3 separate regions of the Sus scrofa genome follow, and regions 2 and 3 are each linked to region 1. A link is a contact called in public Hi-C data. All regions are on one chromosome and are shown on one strand. The core of a region is the stretch at or near the end of the contact, and the rest is flanking DNA. Distances in the headings are between cores, read along the strand shown.

Region 1 (4,473 bases), core at 1,428-3,927:
CCTGGCAGTGGCTGGCAGCCAGCACCTTGCAGTGATTCCTCCCATCATGCAGGCTGCTAGCCAGGTGGAACCTCCATTGCCTCGAGCTGTGAGTCATTTGGCACAATGGTATAGCCTGGGGGCCAAAGCTCCAGGCTCTGCCGTGCCCTGTGCTTCCTGTGGTGGTTGTGAGCTGTGCACACAAACCACACCCAGGCGGCCACTCAGAGCCATGAGAAAGCACAGGAAAGAAAACCCCTTTGGTCCCAGACTGTTTTTACAGGACAAAGGAAGAGGAATGCTCTGGCACAAAACTCTCCAGACCTTCAGCAGCAACCTTTGCTAAGCCCTACCTCTCCCATCTTCCTGCCCAGCTGGCACCACAACCGTGGACCCCCAACCTGTTAACTCTGGCTGGCACCCGGGGCCCTGTGCTGTGGGAGCTGGGTCCAGTAGCCCTCACTGTGCCTCCCAGGCCCCTGAGCCATCCCCTGCCCAGCAGCCCCCAACCTCACCATACTGTTCAGGATCTCATCTTTGAGAGAAGACTACCTGTCCCTGTGATTCCCACCTGGCTAATTCATGCTCACTGTCCTACTCCTGAGAGGCCTTCCTGAGTTCCCCTGGCCTCTGCCCCACCAAAGTCCAGATTTGGGGGCCTCAGCCTCCTTTCCTGAATTGAATATCCCAGAATCCCCTCCAGTCCCCATGCCGAAACTGGCCACAAGCAAGGAGTTGAGATGGCTCACTCCCCAGCATACCACAAGTCAGTGGCTGCTTCTGCAGCAACAGCAATTGCTGCAGTGACACTTGGCCAGTGCTGGCCCTGTGCAGACACATCAGGTCCCACAAACTCACTCTGCAACCCATCACTGAGGCCCCAGAACAAACTTGGGGCAGGCCCCTGTCGATGCATGGAGGCAGTGAACCAAGAACTTGGGGCCTGCAGCCTTGAAGACCTGCCCATTTAACCCTCTCTGGTCCCAGTTCCCACCCTGAAAATAAATGGCTCTATGGGGAGGGGTCTCTAGAGGGCCAGGACACAGAGATGGCAGGGAGAAGTGGAACTGGTGGGTCCGGCTCTGCCACTGACTGCCCCAGTGATCCTGGGGCTTGGCACCTGCCCCGTCTGAGCCTTGGTTTCCTCAGCCACACAACAGAGATGCTATTCCACATTACCCCATATAGCAGTTCTGAACAGAAAGGCCCAGGTGCACAGGAGGTACAACAGACCCCTGAACAAGGTGAAGGTGGGGGCATAGACCCCTGAGCATGGAATATCCATACATAACTTTACAGTCGGCCCTGTGGATCCAAGATTCTATATCCTTGGATTCAACTAACCTCATATCACGTAGTAGTATAACATATTTATCAAAAAAAAAAAAAAGTCCACATACAAATGGATCCTCACAGTTGAAATTCCAGTTGTTCAAGGGTCAACTGTACTTAGAAACAGCAGCCACAGATAAAAAGGGTTCAGGGAGATGAGAACAGAGTGCATAACTGCTAGGGTCCCTTCTGGCTTCGGCTGGGACACTGATGTCCTGGAAATCACCAGGTTCCTGCCCAAGAAATCCTATTTGTGTGCAGGACTTGGGCTGGGTCTCCAGTGAGTGTTGGGGAGAGAACAGGGACTTCTGGGAACTCCCTGACCCCCTGGGCTACCCCTAGGTGACTTCTGCCTCATGAAGCAGAATAGTGGGGCCCTTGAAATGAAGTATCGCTTCTGGGAGCCACCACATTCCCTGACCACACTGTCATGGGCTCTGTCACCAGCCTGTCATTTTCATGGAGCTTCTCCTACAGGAGAAGGTCTACAGAAAAGGGCCACCCTGTTCAGTTAGGGTCAGGAAGGCAGTGGGCAGGTCCAGAGAGGTCCTGGGTGGGGTAGAGTGGATTGAGGGTAGGGGTGGGGGGTGTAGGTTGCTGGGCTGGAGACCCTGTCCTGGAAAAAGATGCTGGAGGGCCTTAAACAATCCAGTATGGAGCGCAAAGCGTGTGCACAATTCTCCTGGGCCTGTCCCCACTGGGCAAGGGGTGCAGAATGGGAGGTACCAGAGATTCCCCTGACTACCAACCACTGCCCAGGAATGAACCACCTGACGCCATTCTCAGTCTATTATCTCCTGATAGGAGCACATAGTAGAACCCAGAACCTAAAAGAGTATTCCTCGCACACCTTTGACTTTAACCTCCCACTGTCAGGCCACATCCCCAGCCCAGAATCTCCTGACCCACAGACATGCACTGATCCCTGCCTTCCCGACACCACCCAAGACCTGGCCCCCACTCACTAGAACCTTCCACGGCATGCCCTGGCCTCACCCCTCAGAACCATCCCAGGCCCAGCCTCTGTCGCCCAGAACCCTCCAGAGCCTGGCCTGGCCTCGTCCCCCAAGAAACTGGCCCCAGGCTGCACGCCGCTTTGCCGCGGTCCCGCCGTCACGGGCAAGGTCACTCCCGTCGCAGCGAGGGGCCTCCCCTGGGGTGGTATCGGGACACCGGACCCTACGGGCCACCGTGGCCGCGCGCCTGTCCCTGTCAGGCACGACCCCGGACAGCGCTCACCTGTCATGGCGGCGGCACAGCGTGCACCCAGCCGGCCCGTCCCCCTGCCGCCGTCTGTCTGTCTGGTTGTCCGGTCCGCTGCCCGTCAGCCCCGGTGACCGCCGCCCGCCCTGGCCCGCTCTTTCCCGGCGGGCCCCGCCCCCAGCATCATCGCGACTAAGTCCTAACCCTGCCCCTCACTTAGCCCGCCCTCTCCCGTTAGGCCCCGCCCACGGCGTCGGCGCCATCGCCGCCATCGCCGCCAGGGCTCTAAACGCCGCAGCTCCCTCCAGCCTGGTTTCCTAGCGCGTGGGAACAGACGCCGCTAGGAGCCCTTAGCCCCGCCCCGCACTGAGCCCGCCCCTCCCACTAGGCCCCGCCCACGGCGTCGGCGGCGTCGCCTCAAGGGTTCTAAACGCCGTACCTCCCCCGCAGCCCCGCTTCCTAAGGCGTGGTAATGGACGCCGCTAGGGGCCCTCGGCCCCGCCCCTCACCGAGCCAGCCCTTCCGGGCGGCCCTGACTTGGCTCTGTCACCGCTGGCGCTCTAAACCCACCCACACTGAGCCCACCCCCGCTGGCGCCACTACGCCTCTGCCACAGTCCTGCATCCCGCCCCTCTCTGAGCCCAGGAAGCCTTGGGCCTCATTCTTGCCAGGAAGAGATGCCCTCAGCTCCGCCCCTCACAGAGTTCCTCCCGCACCCCGCCTTTTCCCACGTGGTCCCGCCCCCAGTCTAGCCCCGCCCCTTTCGGCGCATGTCCTTTGCCGCTGCATCCTGAGCCCCGGCCCTCGCCGGATCCTCTGGGGCAACCTCGCGGGTCTCCTCCTCACTCCTCCCCGACCCCCCACCTTGGACCCGCTCTTGTTCCACCCTGTCTTGGTCTAGGGTGGGGGTAGCCAAGCTCCGGACCCCGCTAAGCGTTTCTGGACACGGTCTGCCATGCCATTGCCGCCACTCCTGGAATGAGGAAACTGGAGAATGGGTGCATTTGTCGGCTGGAAACCCCAAAATTCTTGGGCCGAGTCGTAGGAGGTCACCACACGGGCACCGTCCCTTCCTCAAACGCTGGGAGTGAACCTGGCCTGGCTTAACTGAGAGCCCAGCCCCGTCCTACCCCAGGCTACCTCAGACCTTGAGACAACGGGGTAGGAGGTCCGGGTAACCTGACTTGGCAGTGCGTTAGTGCAAGTCCAGGCCCTTCCTCTGCAAGCCGCGCACAGGCCACTTAGGGGCCTCCCGGACGGGGCCTGTTGTCCACTGGTGGAATGGCCTGACCCCCACCTCCATTATTTTGCATCTTTCATCCTGGATCATGGCTTTGCGGACAAAAAATGTTACCTATCATCCCAGTAAATAATGAAAGTTACCCGCCGTCAAGTCTTTAGCCACTACGCCACCACCACCACCCGAGGGGAATTTAAGATAGAGGAAAAACAAGTTACCGGCCCTGGATCATTAAGATGCATATCTAAGGAATACTTTTATTGAGGGAGATTCTAGCATCTTCGCAAATGTAGAAAAGCACATTAACTTGAGGTGTAATCTTTTGATGTTCAACTACTTTGGGTGTTTCGTTTTTTTCTTTTTTCAGCAAAAGCTCTTGTATTTCCTGGCTCCCCCTTCACCTCTTTGAAACCGTCAACTGAAAAAATGCACAACCTAAAAGTTGAGAATTATGTTTTATTCAATGGACTTTCTGAGGATTTCAAGGCCTGGAGGGAGCCTCTCAGCTCTGAGAGATTGCTCTGAAGAGGTAGGGGAGGAGCCAAGGTATATGGGAGTTTCACAAAAAAGACCAGGTAGTTGGAACATCAAAAGATTACAGGTAATTAAAAAAAATCAGATATCTCAAGGTTTTGTTGTTGTTGTTGTTGTTTTTTGCTTTTTATGGCTGTACCTGAAGCATATAGAAGTTCCCAGGCTAGGGGTTGAATTGGAGCAGC
Region 2 (4,473 bases), core at 1,138-3,637, 230 kb before region 1:
CTCTGGCATCGGCCGGCGGCTACAGCTCAGGTTAGATCCCTAGCCTGGGAACCTCCATATGCCGAGGGAGCAGCCCTAGGAAAGATTAAAAAAAAAAAAAAAAAAAAGAATTCAGCCATCCTTTCAACAGATACAGCGACCATGTATACACACTGAATCTAATCCTAAGTAATATTTCAGGTGTTCTTCTGAAAGCCACGTTACTAGACAGCTCGTAGTCTTTTCAATAGTAATTTCCATCTCTGGACAACTGTTAACCCTCTTAAGGTATCATCTGAAGGTGGACCACACCTGGGAATCAGTACTGTTTTACTTTCCAGGGAGCACAGGCTCCAGGGCAGAGCAGCGGCAGTCCCCGGCTCTCACCCGAACTTCCCCAGGGACGCAGGCTAGGTCTCTGCCACACTCACAGGCCAATCCACGCTCTCGCAGCAGCCTCAACCGGCAGACTTAGCAGCCCTGTCACCAATTGCAACAGGAGGCGGGTGGGACTTCCGCTATCACTTTAGGCTTAACCCCCACCATCTCAGCACAGGCAGAGCAGTCAGGAAGTTCGAATTTCACAAACTTTGGGATCAGGCACAGTTTCAAGCAGAAATAAAGGAAGGACAAACACATTGGAAGGCAGAGTGGCAGCAGTCAGAAAACCAAAACAGCCCCCCCCAAAATTTTTAAAAGAACCACTGTGGAAAAGGAAGCAATCGAAACTCAAGTCAAGGGTCATTGATTTGCATGTAATCTCTGCCATCACTGCTGGGTCCTGAAGCACTCCTTGGCCTGAGTTCAGGGAGGAGCCTTCTGCCAAATGGACAGCAGAGTGCTGGACAGTCGAAGCTCTGATTACCTGAGTGCACAGCCCAAAGTGGCAGACTCTTCACTGTGCAGAGAAATAAATCCTGGAAACTCTGATTCACATTCTCTTCGCCCTGACTTTTAAGCTACTCGTTTCACATCACATACACAGAACCAAAGACTTTTTCACGCAGACTCTCAGTACAGAACTAACAGAATTCCATGTCAAACTTTATGGCTCTTTGAAATCTAATGCACACAAAAACCAATTTCTCGAAAAACTACCATCTTACAGGGAACCTGGACCCAGGCCTGAGTTCTCAAGAAGAGACCAATTCCTCAGGCCTTGCCCAGGTCACTGCCCCCAGCTGAGCCGGAGTGACCGCAGTAGGCAGAACTTCAATCCACCCTCAATGGATGGAGACCCCTTCCTGTTGCCAGCCAGCCCACCTGCTCCCACAAAAAAACCTGTTGCTGTTCAAGTCTTGCGAAATTCGAAAACGAATGTCTCATGAAAGTTGACGTTAGGAGCTTTAAAGAGTGGAGGAATACGCGGGATCTCAGCAAGGGCGGCACTGTGCCCTCCGAGCTTGCAGCTACCGCCTGGGGCAACCCAGGCCCCCAGATCCCGGGCACTCGCAGCCGCCGGCCGGACTCCAGGCCGCGCGTCCATTTTGCAGCAGGTCCGTCAGACAGACCAGGAGGGGAGAGGAACCTGCGGTCCCCGGGGCCCAGACCCCCACCGGGGCCCCGGCCCCAGCCCGGCTCCAACTTCAGCTCCTGGCCCGCAGAGACCCCAGATCCCAACCCCGGCCCAAACGCAGATTCCAGACTCGGACTCGGCCCCGGGCTCCAGACTCAGACCCAGGCCCGGACCCCAGACCACCCGCCCACTCCAGACTCCAGTCCAACTCTGACCGCGGACTCCAGATCCCGGCCCACCCTGACCCTGAATTGAAGCGACCCCGGCCGGCCCGGGCTTCCAACCCTGCCCCTGGCCGGCCCGTCGGCCCCTACCGACCCCGGCCAGCCCGCCCGCCCTCTCAGCGGGCCGCACCTTGACGTGGAAGCGGATGAGCGCCAGGCGGATGCAGTGCGCCATGCAGACGGGTGGCAGGAACCAGACCTTGGGCGGCGGGGTGCCCTTGTTCTGGACATGGCTGACGATCTGCTGCGCCGTCTGGCGCTCGTTGCCCTGCCGCTTGACCCATTCGTGCAGCCGCGCCTTCTCGAGCGCGCCGTTGAAGAAGACGAAGAGCTCGATGTTGCCGCCGAAGCAGGCCTTGGCTAGCGCGGCCAGGTAGCCGAGCATGTGGTTCCACTGGCCGCCGCTCACCCAGTCGGTGTAGAAGCCGCCGTAGAGGCGGTGCAGGCAGTTGTCGGCGTCCACCAGCAGGCGCAGCGGCGTGTGCGGGGGCCGCTGCCGCCCGCCGCCCACCAGGCTGCCCCGGGCCAGCTTCTGCAGCTCCACCGGCACCACGGCGCTCGGGCAGTGCTTCTCGATGTAGTCCTGGAAGCCCTGCACGCCCATGGCGGCGGCGGCGGCGGGCGCGGGGCGGCGGGGCGGCGGGGCCGGGGGCGGCGGGGCCGTGGCGCGAGCCGGGGCCGGGGCCGGGGGCGGGCTCTAGGGGGGGCCGGGCCGGGCCGCGGGCGCGCTCATGGCCGCTGCGGCCGCCATGTGCTGCCGCCTCCCAGGGCCATGGCGGGGAGGGACCTGCGCCGTGCGCCGCTCCAGGCCCAGGCCAGGCGGAGGCGGCCTCGCGCGGGCGGCGGCGGCGGCAGCGGCGGGGCGGGGCGGGGCGGGGCGGCGACGGCTGACGTCCGCGGGCCGGCGGAAGAGGCGGTGCCGCGGGGCGGGGCGGGCAGCCGGAGCCTGAGACCCCTACCCACACGATCCCCGGCCCGCGGGAGGGGCGCCCGGCCCAGGCGGTGCGCGGGGTCTGCGCGAGCTTCCGGGAGGCCTCGGGGCGGCGGCCTCACCTCCTCCGCTTTATGACCCCTAGAGCTGTCACCGGGGAAGCCTCCTCGCATCCCTGGGGTACGGTCACCCCAGACGGTCTTGTCCGCGGAAGCCAGTCGGACAATCCCTTTCCCGGCCCCGCTGCGAACCGCTCACCCCGAGGAGGCCACGTTGTGTCCTCGGGATCCGATCACCCTGAAGAGTTCTCATCCTGAAAGCTGGTCGCCTCGAGGAGGAGGCCCGGCCCGTCGCCGATGGCCATAAGAAAGCCCCATTGTCATCCCCTGCGCCGGTCATTCCAAGGAGGCCCTCTCGCGCCCCCGTGGACTGGTCACCCAGAGAAGGCCCCTTCCCGTCTCCAGGAGTCAGTCACCTGAGGAATCCGCGTCCATCCCCAGGAGCTGGTCACCCCGAGGAGACCTCAGCCTGACCTTGGGGTATCATCCCCTCAAGGAAGCCACATCCAGTCCCTTGAGAGACGGTCACCAGAGGAGGTCTCATCCCTGGGGTGTGGCCACCCCAAGAGTCTCGTCCTGGTCCCAGGGGCAGTCACCCAAAGGTGGGACCGGTGCCCTGGCGGAGGTGGCTGCAGACTGAAGAGTAGGCAGGCAGTAGACGTCGGGGTGCATCTGGGAGGGAGGATGGTGAGCAGAAGCCATTTGTCCCAAATGGAGAAAGGAACTAGACTGTGTGCTGGGTGTAGTCACCAAGTTTTAGAAATGATCTCCTGCTCTCTCAGCTTTAATCGCATTGGTATCTTTAATTAACTTAGAAAATAACTCTCCAGACTTGCAGTTGTTCATAAGGAGTGGAGTCCTAATTCTGAGAAAGTTAGAAAGGTGGCAGATTGACCCCACGACTCGCTGGGATTACTGCTTTTCTGGGAGAAATAGGGCTGCGTTGTAAGCGGAGACCCTCACTGGAGCTCCCTTTTAGGGAGTAGATAGAGTTCCTTAACAGGTAGTTCTGACTCTGACCCCCTCAAAGTGGTTTCACTACCTGAGGCTCCCCTTTATCATTTTCCCACCAGTGACAGGTTTCATGGACCAGACCCTGAAATAGCAGACACTCTATAATGTAGTAGACCAGTGGCCTTAGTGTCAGATAATCACTGAGGAGACTTTAAAAGCAATAGGTCTGTTACAGCCTGCGAAATGCCTCCTTGCTATTTAGTTCCAACTGTGAAATGCCTATTTTCCCTAATTCTTGCTGTCCTGAGGTTGTGTGGTCACTCCTAAGTTTAAAGCCTTGCTCTAGGAGCATCTTCTGGAAGGAGATACTTTCATGACTTCTGTCCCAGAGTTCTGCAGTAATTGCTTTCTTTTTTTTTTTTATTTTTATTTATTTATTTTTTTTTTTTTTTGTCTTTTTAGGGCTCCTCCTGCAGTATGTGGAGCTTCCCAGGCTAGGAGTCAAATTGGAGCTGTAGTTACTGACCACAGCCACAGCCACCCCAGATCCGAGCCGCGTCTGTGACCTACATCACAGCCCATGGCAACACTGGATCCTTAACCTGCTGAGAAAGGCCAGGGATCAAACCTGCGTCCTCAGGGATACTAGTCAGATTCATTTCCGCTGAGCCACAATGGGAACTACAGTACTGGTTTTTTAAATGAGTTTAATACTATAATATGCTTCAATAAGATGTTTAAAAAAAAAGATTAATGTCTCATAAAATGAAGTATTTATAAACTCAGAACTCTTAGGAGTTTGGAAGTAGT
Region 3 (4,473 bases), core at 508-3,007, 180 kb after region 1:
TGTGCCATATTTGAACATTTAAGTGAATAAGGAGAGTAATGGATTGTAACTCATTAGGTAAAATAAGAACCCACAAATCCATACCACTAATGAATGAAATATCTTTCGACGAAGTGGAATAAGTACAGAAGGAATGATGAAAACAGAAAAAAAAGTATAATGGTAATTCATTTAGGCAAGAAATATCAATGGAAACTGGTAGAAAGTTTGAGGAACTCATACAACTCAATATCGAAAAAACAAACCACCGATTAAAAAAATAGGCTGGAGACCTGAATAGAAGGTCTCCAAGGAAGATATATGGATGGCTAACAGGCCCATTTAAAGGTGTTCAACATTGCTAGTTATCAAAAAAATGCAAATCAAAACCACAATGAGATATCACCTCACACATCTAGAATGGCCATCATCAAAAGGCCACAAATAACAAGTTGGTGAGGACATGGAGAAGAGAACCCTTGTACACTGTTGGTAGGAATGTTAAGTTGGTGCAGCCACTGTGGAAAACAGTATGAAGGTTCCTCAAAAAACTAAAAATTGAACCATCATATGATCCATTAATTCCACTCCTGGATATATATCCAAGGAAAATACTAATTTGAAAAGATACATGCACCCCAATATTCATAGCAGCATTATTTACAATAGCCAAGTTACAGAAACCTAAATGTCCATTAACAGATAATAAAGATTATGTGGTGTATATATATAAAATGGAATTTTGCCATTTGCAACAACATGGATGAACCTAGTGTATCATACTAAATAAGTCAGACAAATAGTATATGTTATCACTTTTAATAGTAGATAAAGAGATAAAGAGAACAAACTAGTAGTTATCAGTGAGGAGAGGGAAAGGCGAGAGGGGCAAAATAAGAGTAAGGGATTAAGAGGTACAAATTATAAAATACTTAAGCTAAAAGGATATATTGTACAGCATAGGGAATATAATCAATATTTTATAATAACTATAAATGGAGCACAATCTTTAAAAATAGTGAATCATTGTGTTGTACACCTTACTCATGTATCATAAATCAAGAATACCTCAATAAAAATTTCAAGAGCTTGAGGAGTGACGGGATAGTTGCAAAATCTAAACTGCCTTCTCATAGGATAGTAATAACAAAGGAATACCCTTGCCTCCTGACAGGATTCTGCGAATTTAGCACCCTGATGCTCCTGCCAAAGTGCATAACCTAATCTAACCATGGGGATGCATCGGTGTGTACACTTATGGCTTGCATGCCTCAGAAAGATCAAGGTCAAAGAGACAAAGAGGGAGAAAGTCTCCCAGCCTGAGCGAGAGTAAGGACTTAACTAGAACCCATGCTACAAGGGTAGGGCAGGGACGCGACGCTGGCTGGCCACGCGTCTCTGATTCGAGGCCACTGCAGTGACCTGGATAATCCTAGGGCGCATGGAAATGCCTAATTCTTAGAAAACAAGCAGGAGGCGTTTCGTACTTATTTGAGGCGAAGGTGGGCTCTACTGCTAGCGGTTTGACCATATCTTCCACTAAATACGTCCTGGGCTAGGCTGGCCTCGCCTGTCTGAGCCACCGGATTACTGTCCTCACAGCCACCCCGCCCGCGGTGCCCCCGCCGCGCCGGGCGTTCCACTCACGGCGGTTAGCACCGTGCCCGGCTCCACCCACCCACCGCTCAGCGCAGTCCACGGCCACCCCGGCCACCCAGCGCACCGCCGACCCTAGCCTCGTAAGTACCGCTGGGGGCACCGGAAAAATATCAGTTTCCGGCCTTGCGACGGCAGCTGCGCAGGCCAATCGCGGGCGAGGGCTGGCGGTCGTAGGGTACGACGGGTCTTGTAGTCGGTGGGCGAGCGGGACTACGTACCCCACATTGCCCCGCGCGGCGGCTGCGGAGGCGACAGCATGGGACGGGGCGGCCCGGGACAGGGCGCAGGCCAATCACGGGCGGGAGAAGACTGCGCGTGAAGCACGTCGGGTCTTGTAGTTCCCGCGGGCGGGACTGTGGTCCCCACAGTGCCCCGCGCGACAGCGAGCTTACTGCGGCTGCGTGGTGGTGGCGGCGGCGGCGGCAGCGGCGGTGGCCCGGGCGCCGTCGGGCTGGGTGGCGGCGGCGGCGGTTCCAGGGGCGGCGGGCGGGAGCCGGGCTTGAGCCTCGGAGGGAGTGGCACGACCCCGGCCGTGGCCACCATGTCCGCGTCGTCCGAAGAGGAGGAGTACGCGCGGCTCGTGATGGAGGCGCAGCCGGAGTGGCTGCGCGCAGAGGTGAAGCGGCTGTCGCACGAGCTGGCCGAAACCACGCGTGAGAAGATCCAGGCGGCCGAGTACGGGCTGGCAGTGCTTGAGGAGAAGCATCAGCTAAAACTACAGTTTGAGGAGCTTGAGGTGGACTATGAGGCTATCCGCAGCGAGATGGAGCAGCTCAAGGAGGTAAGGAAGGGCGGCCGCCGCCACGCCCTCCGCGCCCCCACCCCGGCCAATCCCCACACCCGACCCGGACTCCTCACCCCCGGGTCAGACAGACGTCAGCGCCGACCCCAGAGCTGTCCTCCGACCCAGGCCAAACTGACCTCGACCCCGGGACAGGCGGACCCCCGAACCGACCTCATATCCCAGGCCTTTCAGGCCAGCACTGGGGCGCCCTGGGTCGGAGGCTGCGCTGCTGTGGGGGGCGGGCCCCAGATGTGGTGGGCAGTGCGCGCTGTAGAAATTCTGGTCTCTGTGGCAAGGGCTGCTGTGGGGCCGTGTGGCCAGCCTGTCTACAGGCTCCTGATGCCAGGTCTTGGGCACGGTGGGGTGGCGTCCTTTGCGGTATTTGGCTTTCTGGGTGGGGGCATGGGATGGACACAGGTGACCGCCTGGGGAAGGACAGGCACATTACTTCTTTCATCTGGACTCAGCCGCCTTCAGCGGTCTCACAGTCTTCCGTGAACGCTGTGAGGCCATACCAGGGCCAAGTCGGGGGCTTGCTTTGCATGTGGCCACTGCCTGGACTACCCCACTGTCCCTCCCCGTGCTCAGCTCTCTCTGACCTCCCCACTAGTTACTTCTCTGGGATACAGTGCTTCCTTTGTCCACTTCCTGTCCTGGCTGCCTTCTCAGGCCCTTCCTTGCAATTGGGTGACAGGTCTGTGGATGCTTGTCATTGATAGAGCCTTGTGTCTCCTGTGCGATATACACTTGGGAGATCTGCAAGGTGGATCCCAAGGTGGCCAGAGAATCTTGCAGCCAGAGAGCTAGGCAGCCTTCCCACAAAGTAATTCTCATGGGTGATTTAAACATCCTTTTCTCTCCCAGTCCTCCCTGACTCCCCAGCCTTGTTGTGGAGGTGGGGAGGAAGAAGTTGCTTTCTGAGTGAAACACCTAGGTTTGGACCGAAACCTTTTCCCTTCCTGGAGGTGTGGCTGTGAGCAGGGGCCTTAGTGTCTTGCTCTGTAGCATCCCACCCAGAAGGGGTTGGTCTGAGGGATATTTGAAAAGTCCGGGCAAGGTGTCAGGCATCTAGCCTGTCAGTTTCTGTGAGAGCCTGCCCCTGCCCCACTTGACAATTCCCTTTTCCAGAGGGACCCTTGGCCCCTTGGCCTCAGGATCCACCATGCTTGCTGCTTCCCTAGCTGCCCACTTCCCAGCACCCCACTCCAGTGGCTCTAGGCAGGTGCCTGGACTGTTCTGAGCCTCCATGCTTCATGAGGGAGACCAGTTGGTCCCCTTCTGATAGCAGGGGAATTAATTCATGAAGGTATTTAAATCTATGCCTGTTCGAACAGGTGCCCGGTTAGTACCCGTAGAAGACTGATGTGGTATGGGAGTGGGGGTGAGGGAGCTCATGGACCCCAGGTCCTATATTGGTGCCTCCTCTGAGATCTTCAAGAGGGGCGACATTTGGCCTCTCCAGCAGGGGCCTCATCTTGGTGTGTGAAGTAGGGGAATGCGCCCAAGAAGGGGGGCTGAGGGGATCTTGAGACTATGGAGTGGGAGCACCCTAGGCTCACCCCCTCTGCAGCTCCTTGGTGAACCCAGCCCCCCCCCACCTCCACCCCCAGAGTGCATAGCAAGCCCCCACAGGCAGCATGCACAGTCCTCTTCTGTGTTCACAAGCTTGACTTGGTATCCCCTGTAAGAATAGACCAGAAGGGAAGATTGCACACAGAGCTAGCTACTCCTGCTTAGGAATCTTTCAGTTGTCAGCTCTTTACTGTTACACACATTTGGCTGGTGCAAGAATCTTGACTCAGTTTTGTAGGGTGTGTCTGGAGGGTGGGTCCCCAGGGGGATTGGGAAGACACTGTATCAGTTTGCACAGGTGTTCTTCAGGTGTCTGCTTGCTTCTTTTGATGTTACCTCCTGGCTCCCTCACACACTGGCTACATGGCCTTGGACACATCCCACTTTCCTGAACTTTGGTTTCCTCTGTGGCAGGTAGGATAAGAACCGTTCAGCTGGAAATCCCAGCAGAAGCTACAGGAAGGTGCATCACAGTCTTG

Evidence for each region. Hi-C and Micro-C count contacts between places; a contact is called where the count stands out from the background.
Region 2: a contact with region 1 is called in a Hi-C map of liver, with 6 times the contacts expected there. The contact joins the promoter of FAM120A here to the promoter of CARD19 in region 1. A contact is called at or near these places in 1 of 5 promoter capture datasets (liver), 2 of 47 Hi-C or Micro-C datasets (both in liver) and 1 of 2 datasets of contacts at active chromatin or transcription factors (alveolar macrophages).
Region 3: a Hi-C map of liver shows a contact between it and region 1, with 2.5 times the contacts expected there. The contact joins the promoter of FGD3 here to the promoter of CARD19 in region 1. A contact is called at or near these places in 2 of 5 promoter capture datasets (fetal liver and liver) and 2 of 47 Hi-C or Micro-C datasets (both in liver).

The regions. Positions count from the first base shown.
Region 1 is chr3:42,631,720-42,636,192 of Sscrofa11.1, reverse strand. It overlaps CARD19 (caspase recruitment domain family member 19), which reads right to left and starts at 2,677. Exons shown (of 6, transcript NM_001244277.1): 1 at 2,551-2,677. The coding sequence starts at 2,557.
Region 2 is chr3:42,859,508-42,863,980 of Sscrofa11.1, reverse strand. FAM120A (constitutive coactivator of PPAR-gamma-like protein 1) reads right to left here and starts at 2,387. Exons shown (of 19, transcript XM_021088177.1): 1 at 1,850-2,387. The coding sequence starts at 2,323. It overlaps LOC102158199 (a long non-coding RNA gene), which reads left to right and starts at 2,620. Exons shown (of 2, transcript XR_302257.2): 1 at 2,620-3,311.
Region 3 is chr3:42,454,356-42,458,828 of Sscrofa11.1, reverse strand. FGD3 (FYVE, RhoGEF and PH domain-containing protein 3) reads right to left here and starts at 1,757. Exons shown (of 21, transcript XM_021088137.1): 1 at 1-1,757. It overlaps BICD2 (protein bicaudal D homolog 2), which reads left to right and starts at 2,008. Exons shown (of 7, transcript XM_021088132.1): 1 at 2,008-2,419. The coding sequence starts at 2,180.